Linked DNA regions of Mus musculus: region 1 is linked to region 2. The links are chromatin contacts, called in public Hi-C maps. All regions are on one chromosome and are shown on one strand. Each heading gives the region's core, a stretch centred on a gene start, on an enhancer-like site or on the middle of the called end of the contact. The rest is flanking DNA. Distances are from core to core; before and after follow the strand shown. Region 1 has its middle 23 kb from the start of Gm3331. Region 2 overlaps Gm27162 (predicted gene 27162).

Region 1 (5,345 bases), core at 1,064-3,563, 150 kb after region 2:
TCAGATGAGCTAACTCGGGTTCCAACTCCTCTCCTTCCTCCAACCTGTCCCCTCTGATCTGCCATGTAGAGACAGGGTGACCTTTCTAAGCACAACGCAGGAGCTGTGGCTAAGTCAGTAGGAAGAGTGCCAAGACTCTACCTTGTGCTTCACAGGGCCCACCATACAGGGTCACCTCCCGCCCATCTCTTGTGACCCCACCCCAGCCTCTGCTTCTGCAGCTTCTGCTCTGTCCTTCTGAGTTATGGTTTCTCTCGCAGGTTGCACGTTTTCTCTGTACCTCAACCTCTCCCATTCCCACCTGGCTGGCTTCATCCTCACCCATTCAGACCACAGACCTCTTCAGGTTCTTGTTCTTGGTATCAAGCCAGTGTCAATCTCACTGGAGAGGGATTCTCATCCATTCCTTAGGTGACCTCAGCATTTAGCAGGGTATTGAATCCATCACAGCTAATACAAATAATAATGAGGACTAACAGCGAATCCTCTAGAAATGAGCTTAAGCCGGGTGCATTACCTGGAAATTGGATGAGAATAATCCAAGTAGAGAAGAAGAATGTGGGAGGACTTGGAGTAAAATAGGATTCGCATTCTTGTACCAGTTCTGTCACCAATGGATGATAGTTGGAGGACACAAGTCATGTACCCTCCACTGCCCTGTGAAATCATGACTGCCTAGCTGAAGGGATTGTATAATGTCAACTTAAGGTGATTTGGATTCTAAAACTGTAGAATCAGACTTCTGACATTTTGACTCTTGGCTATCACTCTTCTAGGAGTGTCTAACCTACTGTCCACAGTCCAAATGTACTATACAATAACTATGAAGGTGTCCCATTCCAAAAATTATAAGTTTAAAACATTGTAAGATTGGGGGTGATTATTTTGTAATTTGATTTTTGTTTGTTTGGTTTCTTTATAACAGGATTGACCATGACATTTGTAGACAAAATGGTTGTGATGAAATTGTAGATTGGACACCCCTGAAACACTGTTGTGTTTCCCAAAGAGACCTTTCAACTCAATATAGAGGAGAAAGGAGCTGCCAGCAAGACCCAGACAGAATGATTTGAGGAAACTGGAATGCTCCCAGATTCCCTCAGTTATGTGTTCCCCCTTGTTTTTAATTCTTGTCTTTGTTGTCTGGGCTTCAGGATTTGGATCATCACATACAGCAGCAGAGGGAAGACTCTTTGGAATCTGTAGTCAGAGTTCTGATGTGGAATTTCAAGTAGGCTAAACACACAGGTTCCTAAAGCAATGAACATGTGCTGCCAGTATCATGCCGGTGGCACACTCGAACCCTCCTCCAGGGCTCTGTGATGGGGCATAAAAGGGGCTTTAAATTCCTTGGGCACCAGGGCACGGATATACTTTACTGTTCTGAAAACTTGGCTTTGGAGAAAGCAGATACATGCACACATATCTGCCACTCCAAACACCCGTCATTGTCTATCATCTTATCTACTTAAGATGCAAATAATACTCATATACAAAATACATACAGATGTGTGTATATGTCTCCAATTAAAGGACCACATTTCTTTGTGTATTGCGACTTTGTGAATCTTCTATTGACAGGGAAGTCAGAAATTATGGAACAAGACTGACCTAAAATGTAGCTTGGAAGAGAGACAGGCTCTCAATTGTTAGGGATGGGGTTGGGGTTGGGCTGTGTTGTTTCCTTCCTTCCTTCCTCCCTTTCTTCACATCGTTGGGACCTTGTGTACAGTAGATAAGTGCTCACTCATCACTGAGCAACACCCCCATCTCTGAATTAGGTCTTGAACTTTCTGTCTCAGAGATCTGTGAGGCCAGCTACCATTTCTTATGAACAGTGCACAAAATTCCCAAAGTACATAGAAAGTCCCTATTGCCATCTCTCTTCCATAGTTTGGAGGAGTCTTGAGTTGACAAAGCAATCTCAGACCAAGCTACTAATTGTTACCACTGGTGGTCTGGCCGTCTGAAGACCGGTGTCAGTTTTTCAAGTGTCAATGCTCTCTTGTTATTTGCAGGTACACCTTGGGAACGGATCTCAAAGAATAAGCTGTAGTTTCACATTTGCCTACACAAATGTTACAATTGCCTGCTATAGAATAGCTCAGGTGCAATGGCTTCAACTGATAGTGTGTCAAGCAGACAACATAGAGAAGACACTGGCCATCTCTGACCTTAGTAATTACCACAAGTGGCTGCTGAAAGTTTCCTAGACTCTTTATGTCTTATCACAGGGAGTGACCAGAGTCAACTCAACATCAAAGTTCCCTGTGCAGTGCTGTGGCTAGGCGTATCAGAGCCTGAGTGACAGAGAGGAGAGATTAGACAGGTCTGTAAACTCCCTGCAGGCTTTGGGAATTGGGAGCGTGTCACAAGACCTGGCCATTGTAGATTTCCTCTTGTTGCTGTGGGCAGATGTTCATTGCTATCGTTATTTTGGACGTCAGCACATAGAGATATGCCAGGCCATTGAAGAGTGGCTTTCCCAGGACAGACATATTTGTCAGGAAAATGGAAACATAGGAGGGGGCTGGGACATAAAGTAAAACAGGAAATGGCATTGGCCCAAAGGCAGAGGACAGGTCCACTTTATCCCCTGAGTTCTAAGCTCTCAACGTATGGGTGTGACCCAAATTTATCCTTGGGATTTTTCTCCAGTGCATCAACGCCTGCTATAATTAGACCCCTGGAATGATTGCCTTATTACAACAGGTACCATAGAATGGTTTTGGTCTTGTTTTTCATTGCTTTTAGGACCAGGTGGGGTTTTATAGCATGGAGGGATCCCTTTGGGTGGTTTGCAGCTAACAGTAAATTCAGCCAATATGGGATAGGTACCAAGTGGCTAGGGTTGGTCCTAGAGGCAGCTCCCAGGTGCGTCAGAAGGATCCTCCCAATCTGAGACAGAGAAGAGCCTCTGTAGAAGCAGACCACATTACCAACCACCTCCAGCGCGAACTCTACCAAAAAGGAGAGGTCACAGAGGATTTTGACAGTTGAAAAGCATCCTTGCTTAAAAGGAGACTTTGTTCCCTTTCCATGTTTAGAGGATGAAGTGTACCTCTTAGTACCAGGATTATGGATCCCACAGAGGGTGAGCCACCACCCTGTGTCCTCAAAGGAAGTCTTTCAAGTCCTAGGGCAAGCACATGGAAGAAACAAGGGGTTACAAGTCAGATGGCTCTCTGGCGAGCCCGGTGACCTTTTGTACTCCCTTCCACTAGCGTTTCTTGACTCCAATAAGCTTCATGTTAAATAAACATGAACTAAGGAGAGATATATGTAAGAGCTGCAGACTCACATTCTACAGGGAACAGGCAAACATGTAAATGAATGAATGGGGCTGGCCCACTGGGGATGAAATAGAGTCTTATTCATCCAGGAGAGAGCTTATTCAGTGTCATGGCATATGTCAGGAGGTTACTCATTTGGGCCATGTAAGTGGGTTCCATACTCTGAAGGACAATCGAATCATCTCAGAGAAGGAATGTTGTTTTGTTACCACTATCTTCCATGGTCTCTCCCTCATTTCCCCCCAAACACAGACCACAATCTCTCTTTAGGTTAAAAGAATTACAGTCCACTATGTTGAAAAGCTTTGTCATGGTGTGGATATGATTTGAACCTAACATCCCAGTGTGCTGGTGCAGCCTCTTGGAGATAGATGGAGGCTGGTGGAAAGTGGTTAGGACAGGACATGACCTCAAAGGGGATTCATGCTGGTTTTGAAAACGGCTTAGTTCTCTTGAGAGTTATTATAAAAATACCAAGCCTGACCCCTAATCGCTGTGGCTCCCTATCTCATCAGGGAAGGTCTCTGTCTACACCCACCCAACACCATGCCCCCACCATCAGGTCCTCAACAGAGGTCATATACATAGGGCCACTAAGTTTGGACTTTGGGCTCCAAAACTCTGTGCCAAAGAAAATGCTTTTCTCTGCTACTTACCTCAGTTATGTTCTGATAGCTACAGAAAACTGATCCGCACGTATCCGCTTATCAGCTCAGAGATGGAAGCATGGTCAGAAGTTTGGGGAATTGGATATAATTTCATGGCTACAAGGATTCAAACCACTTGGCACATCTTACTTGTTACCTTCTGAAAGCATGTGAAGTCTGTGCATGCCCACCTTCTCTTAAGTGACTCCTGTCAATAGTAGCTCTTACCTTACCCCACCCATCCTTCTCAACTCCTGCAATGGTTGCTATATTACTGCCTTTCCCTCCACAATGGCTTCCATACAGTGGCTTATTGGTGTCATTAAGAGAGCACCAAAGCCCAACTGCCTGAAAATAACCCACTGGATCTGTGGCTTCTGGATGCAGAGAGAAGGGACTAAGCTGACTTCACTCACATGTGCCTTGTGCTGTTTACTGTGGTCTCCGTGTAGTCAGATATCCTGAGAGATAACGTCAACTTGGATCAGTTTTTGTCCAAAGCTTTGACTGAAGCTGCAACCCATTTGAATAGTTTATGCAGGGTTAGAGGATCTCAGATGTGGCTTCTGGTTGGCTTGGGAGTAGGGGCTTTGCCCAGGTTTGCAGCTGAGAAGGACAAAATCTGAGGACCTCACCTCGACAACAAAAAAAATCTGTCCAGGAGTAGTGGTGGCTTTACCAGATACCCAAGACCAAAGCCACTCTCCTGGCCAGCTGGGCTCTGACCACTAGACCACACAGTCCGTGTTTAAAGTGTGCTCAGCAAACCTCAAGTTCCAGGGCTGAAGAAACAGATTTTCCAAAAACACAGTTCTCTTTGTGAACAATTCAGCAAAAATTCTCTTTCCAGCTGTGAGTTGGGATTCATGTTGCAAATGTTGGTGTTAATTAAAAACATCCACCTTCTACAGTTTCAACTAGAAAAAAAAAACCCGCATACAGAATGCAGCCCTAAGCATTCCTGTCCCAAAACACTTGGAAGTATGTATTCTATTCATGACATAGGCTGGAGTGGTTCTAACAGATAGTATCCTTCTTCGTGCCTAGCCCCAGTGGAAAAGTTGAGGCCAAAGAGATGGATGTGATGAGTTCTAACTGCCAAAGAGCACAGCTTTCTTCAGAAGAAACCAAACATCATGGTCTGTCTATATGAACATCAGGAACTGGACCTAGCTGGACTCCATCAGTGACTACCCGTTGAGTCGTCAGTTTTTTTCTTCACATGGTTCTTGGTCCTTCAGACATGAACAGTGATGTTTGACAAGGAAGGTGGGGGCAACAGCACAGGTGGAAACAAACAATGCAGGGAATCACTGGGACAGGAATCCTGTGTCCCTATACCTCTAACCCTTTATTAGGCAACCTTTATCTAGAATGACCCTAAGCCGCAGGATCTGGAGAACTG
Region 2 (5,444 bases), core at 1,566-4,065:
AGACTAGAGTTCCCAGCATTTAGGTCAGGTGGTTTACAACTGTCTGAAACTCAGGTTCTGAGCAATCTGATACCCTTCTCTAGCACTCAGGCAACACACACACACACACACACACACACACACTTTAATCTTTAAGAAAAGTTTAAATGTTGAAGATGCACAGGTCATCAGGTATGTGTGAGAAAAGACAAAATAGGACAATGGTGGCACCAAGAATCTTAAATCCCACATTAGCCTTGTCAGTGGCTTCATTGTGGTAGACGACTTACGCATAGATTGACATAAATCACTATGACAGAGAATTTTTCAACACTCTGACATGGTAAAGATCATTCCCAGACCAGGTTATCATTCTCCCTTCTCTTCCAGCATATTGTTTCTCTCAGCATCCTCTCCAGACAACCCCTGAGCACGCCGAGCGAGTTGCTGGCTCTTCCCATATGACATTCATCACCAAAATGAAACCTGACCCCAGAATTATCATTTTAGCAAGAAGATGATGAAATCCATTTAACCTTTGCACTCTCTTGGCTGATAATTCCCTCTGTTCCTCATAAAATCTATGACTTCTCCTGAAGGGTAGACTCAGATAATCGCCGTCCCGCTGAGGTAATAGCTAGACTGTCCTTTTCACTGTAAGAGTTTTTTTCTAGCCAATACTCAGGAAACTTTATGCAAATTGAATGTCCAAACCTGAGATTGAAGAAAATACCTAGATTTCCTCCATATTCAGAACATGAAGAGAATCAAAGACTCAGGTAAATGACACAAGGAGTATCCTGACTACAGATGCAGACTTGTGTCCACTATCAAGGAATAATTGACGTCTCCCAGGGCAAGCAAAAGTTTCATGCTATTGACACTTTTTAAAATCCTGTTTGGAATTCAGTCTGTCACTTTGTCTAATTCCCTCTTGGCCAGAGGGTGCCAGAGATGTATGATTGGTGGCATGACCACTCGCATGTGACAGCAGCTGCAATCCTCAGTGTTCCCTGAGTGGAGTGGGGTCTACCTGAGGACATAGGCCAGAGGAGGTAGACACATAAAGAAACAAGAGCAATAGCTCTTCATGACATCACTCTTTGCCCTGATTCAGACACAAACCTTATGACTGAGAGACAGAGTCCCATGTCAGACATGCAGTTGTCCTGTCAGGATGCAAGTGTTTTATGAGCATTTTCCTCACTCACTAACCCTTTCGGGAGAAAGAACTCAAAAAAGAATGAGGCTCAGGCAAGAAAGCATGGAGGAGACTGAAAATTCAAAGGGAGGGTTAGCTAAAGTCCAGACACCTTGAATGAAGAGAGTCAGGCTCTATCTGGCTCTACCTTCAGCAGGCTGTGAGGGCTTGCACTTGATTGAATCAGTTCCCAGTTTCCTGTTTAAAATCTGAAAGAAATGAGTTCTTGGTTAAGCTATGATGTTAGGATTTCTCGTGATTAGAAGCTTCCCACTGCATTTCTTCCAGTCCTTTACTTTCAAGCAAGTGCTAGAATGGTGAACCCTCAACATGAGACTTTTTGGGGACTGTGACATGAACTTCTGCACAAGCTGGCCAAAATGTATTCTGTCATTAGCAGTGTCTCCTTATGGAGCCTTGATGCCCAAGTTTTATGAGTTTAGAACTAACATGGTAACCAAGATGGAGGCAAATTGGTCTTTTCCAATTTAGCTCACTCAGAATCAACTTGTCTGCTCACAGCAAAGCAGTTTAAGAATCCCGTCATACTTAGACAGTGTGTCACTTTTCTTTTTTATTTTAACATTTGTATGTGTGTGTACATTGTTTTAGTTTTGTTTTTCCTTTTGATTTGAGACCAGATACTTCTGATGAGCTTGGTTGGCACTTACCGATTTGGCTAGTCATAGCTGCTAGTAAGCCCAACAGATAGTCCTGTCTCTGCACACAGAGCCCCAGATCACTGCTGGGGTTCCTGCAGTGCACCTTGTGTTCAGCGTTCTTACGTGGTGGGTTCTGGTAGGTTGGACTCTAGTCCTTATTTTTGCACAGCAAGCACTTGACCAACTAGGCCCATCTCCCCAGCCCTCAGTTTTAGTTTCTGAGTGGAACAGCACAGCTGTTTAATTTTTGTCTACTCTAAATCATTGAATTTTCATAACAATACAATGGTGGACATCAGGTTCTCCAAATTATAAATAAAGAAGCTGAACTGGAAATGTTTAAAGTAGTTCCCAAATGCTATGCTTCTCCTCCAGTGGAGGCAGAATTTGAATCCAGATGTGACTATTAGTATACACTCTTAGATATCTGCCAGGACTTGTGTATGGAAATGCATCAATAATATCTAAATACTAGCTTCAAGAAAAGTTATGTGGAGCTTATAAAATGCTAATCTTAATTTTTCAGCCTGGAGAGAATTAAACAAGCCTTATTGACTTCCCACAGAGAAGCCTGTTCAGCTAGGTACCATGAGGTTGAGAGATTAACACTGCAGAATGGAAACAAAGAACATTGATGAAGCACTTGGGTGAACTCGGGTAAGACATTTTCTCCAATCAAGTTATCAAAGCCGAATTCCTGTTAGTCCTTTTGGAACTCTTTTTGCTTATGAAGCAGATATGGATTGGAGGGCACACTGGTCCCTATTGTTGTTCTGCAGGCTTGCTTGTGTTAGGTCAGCATATTAGTTCCCCTACCTCTGTAAAGACTGAGAACCACATTTGGAATCAGGACAGGAAGTACACCCCCTCCTTAAACCCTTTACTTTCTGGAGAAGTCACGGGTGGTGAAGATGTTTCCTGCCATTCTTTACAGAAGCAAGAGTCGCTTTAGGGTTGTTTCATTATCAGTGGAGTAGTTGTCCCGTGGACCTCTGCCCTTGAAGAGTGAAAGAGCAGTCAAGACAGAGCCCACTAGCCTCACGTCGTCACAGTTGCAAGCAAGCAAACCTGTCATCTTCCTGTATTATCTACAAATGGTGTTTGTTTCCTTTGACGTATATTCTAACACTTGGGGCAGGAGGGATTTCTCGAAAAAACAATATTGTTGAGTATACCAATTCCCTGCCCCCAGCCATCCTTTCTGTTTCCTTTTCAAGGCTCCAGGAATTGCTAAATGGCATATCCTGGACAACCAACACTCTTCAGCTAAAAATACCAGAGGGTGAGCTTATCTCGAGCAATGCTTCCTCTCCAGGGGGTTCATAGACATTATCTCATTTATTCTTAAAAACACCCTGTGAGGTAGGGCATGGCCAAAGAACTGGATCCCAGAAAGGTAAGGAAGCTTTAAGACAAAAGGTCACTGGCAGAGGTTCGATTCTGAAGCCCGGCAGAACAGCTCAGATGTGTAACTTTCAAGCTGTAAAATCTACTCACCAGGCATCAATAACTTGACTGCAGGAGCCCAGAGACCCCCTTATTAAATAGATATAGATATAGGAGATAGAGATAGATAGAGATAGAGATAGAGATAGAGATAGAGATAGAGATAGAGATAGAGATAGAGATAGAGATAGAGATAGAGATAGAGATAGAGATATATAACAAGACTCCTGGCATACAGGAAAAGACAGAGCTTAGCGGAAATTGGATCCCCAAAGCTACTTCTTCAGGGTAATGATGATTTCTTTGTTATCTATAACAAACTGGAGAAGAACATTGATCATCTTTTCAAATTGTCCCATTGCCCTCCTAACCTCATCTGCTAACATGGCTTCATGTCCCACCTACACAAACTGGAACAACTGGCTTAGTTGTCTCAGAGAAACAAGATATATATATATATATATATATATATATATATATATATATATATATATATATATATATATATATATATATATATATATATATCCCTTCTAGAAGTCAGACATGACTTGCTTATACATACTTCAAAAACAGATTCCATAATCAACAAAATACATTGTTCTGACATTCTATATATTGTCTTATATTCCTTTCCTCAAGACTTGGTCCCATGCCCAAACCCGAGAGTCATGGCAGCTTCTAGGTCCTCTTAGGAGCATACGCAAATCCTGTTACTGACATATCTCCTCTATGCCCCTCATGACTAATTTTTTTCCCACCCATACTCATGCCCAAGGAGAATGAGCTTGGGAGCATGAACTACCGAGCTCCCTCCTCTCTGCCTGCTAGCTGATTTAGCAGGAGGTTAAGGGGAGACAAGAGTATGTTGTTAGTTTTACCTTATTTCTTCCCTGTAGGGTGACTATGACTGAGTCCTGCCCACAAGGCCAGCTCCTCCTTCAAACACTGCTCTTTGTCTGGGTTTTTAGTAAGCATCACTTCCTGATGGCCACCAGCCTGGAAGTTTTAAAGGATCCTCCTGCTAATGTTCCCAATTCTTTTGTCGTCCCTATTATATGTATTAAAGCCACAACACATTCTGTAAATAGTTCCTTCATAAACTTGTTACAGCTCCTAGATAGAATGGATTCCATTGGTCCTAGTTTGTTTTTTTTTTGATCTTGTAATAAAACCATGATCAAATGCACCATAGGGAAGAAAGACATTTATTTCATCTTGCAAGTTACAGCCTGCCATTGAAGGAAGCTCAAAGCAGGAGCCTGGAAGCACAAACAAAATCAGAAGCCATGGAGGAATGCTGCTTACTGGCTTGTTCTCTTGCTCTTGTTCATCAAACTTTCTAATACAGCCCAGACCTACCTGCCAAGGAATGGTACTTCCTGCAGCGGTCTGAGCTCTCCTGCATCAATTAACAAGCAAGAAAATCTTCCACAGACATGCACATAGGCAATCAGATGGAGACAATTCTTCAACTGGGATTTCCTCTTCCATAATGTGGCAGGTTGATAAGCAAAATTAGTCCTTTCTCTCTATTTACTAAGGGTACCCAAGCTACTATAATTTCTGTTGCTATCCTACTTTTCAGAGAGTTCTTCCATTGCATTTTACGTGTATGATTATTTGCATATATGTATTTATGTGCACCATGTGGTTGCTTGGGACTTACGGAGGTCTGAAGAAGGCATCAGATCTTTGGGAACTAGAATTGCATCTGATTGTAAACCACTGTATGGGTGTTGGGAACTGAACCTTGGTCCCCTGTAAGAGCAGCAAGTGTTCTTACCACTTAACACATTCCCCCAGTTAAGATAACATTTGTATTTTAAACCCTCAATATATGTGACCTTGGTTCCTAAGTTACTTCCAAATATCTCCCCATGTTTCCTAGCCATTGTTTGCATGTCTAAAGAGAAGTGTATCAATCTTGCACAAATCCCTTTAAGTTTCCAGAAATAGTCAACATATCCTTGATTGGTATGCCTGTGTCTGTCAGCCTTTTAGGATTAAGTCTTTTGTCTCTGCTTCCAGGATATCCTTAATAAATATTTACTACATGAATGAGTATTGAATAGGACTTTTGGATTGTAAGCAAACACAACTATTTACTTTCACAACTTTCTTTTCAGTTAAGATGTAGTTTTGGATTACACTGA

The links. Hi-C and Micro-C count contacts between places; a contact is called where the count stands out from the background.
Region 1: a Hi-C map of liver shows a contact between it and region 2, with 2.4 times the contacts expected there. The contact joins two enhancer-like sites. A contact is called at or near these places in 6 of 484 Hi-C or Micro-C datasets (CD8 T cells, liver, nephron progenitors and 1 more) and 7 of 115 datasets of contacts at active chromatin or transcription factors (CD8 T cells, cardiomyocytes, double positive thymocytes and 4 more).

The regions. Positions count from the first base shown.
Region 1 is chr9:32,757,914-32,763,258 of GRCm38.p6, reverse strand. No RefSeq gene overlaps it. Among named protein-coding and RNA genes, the nearest start is that of Gm3331, 23 kb to the left of the region's middle. Within about 2 kb of position 2,313, at least 6 of the 459 cell types and tissues checked have an H3K27ac peak or open chromatin away from gene starts, as enhancers often do. A contact at or near this core is called in liver, where this site is marked.
Region 2 is chr9:32,903,967-32,909,410 of GRCm38.p6, reverse strand. It overlaps Gm27162 (predicted gene 27162), which reads left to right. Exons shown (of 4, transcript NR_131058.1): 4 at 2,369-5,342. Among named protein-coding and RNA genes, the nearest start is that of Gm27162, 22 kb to the left of the region's middle. Within about 2 kb of position 2,815, at least 56 of the 459 cell types and tissues checked have an H3K27ac peak or open chromatin away from gene starts, as enhancers often do. A contact at or near this core is called in liver, where this site is marked.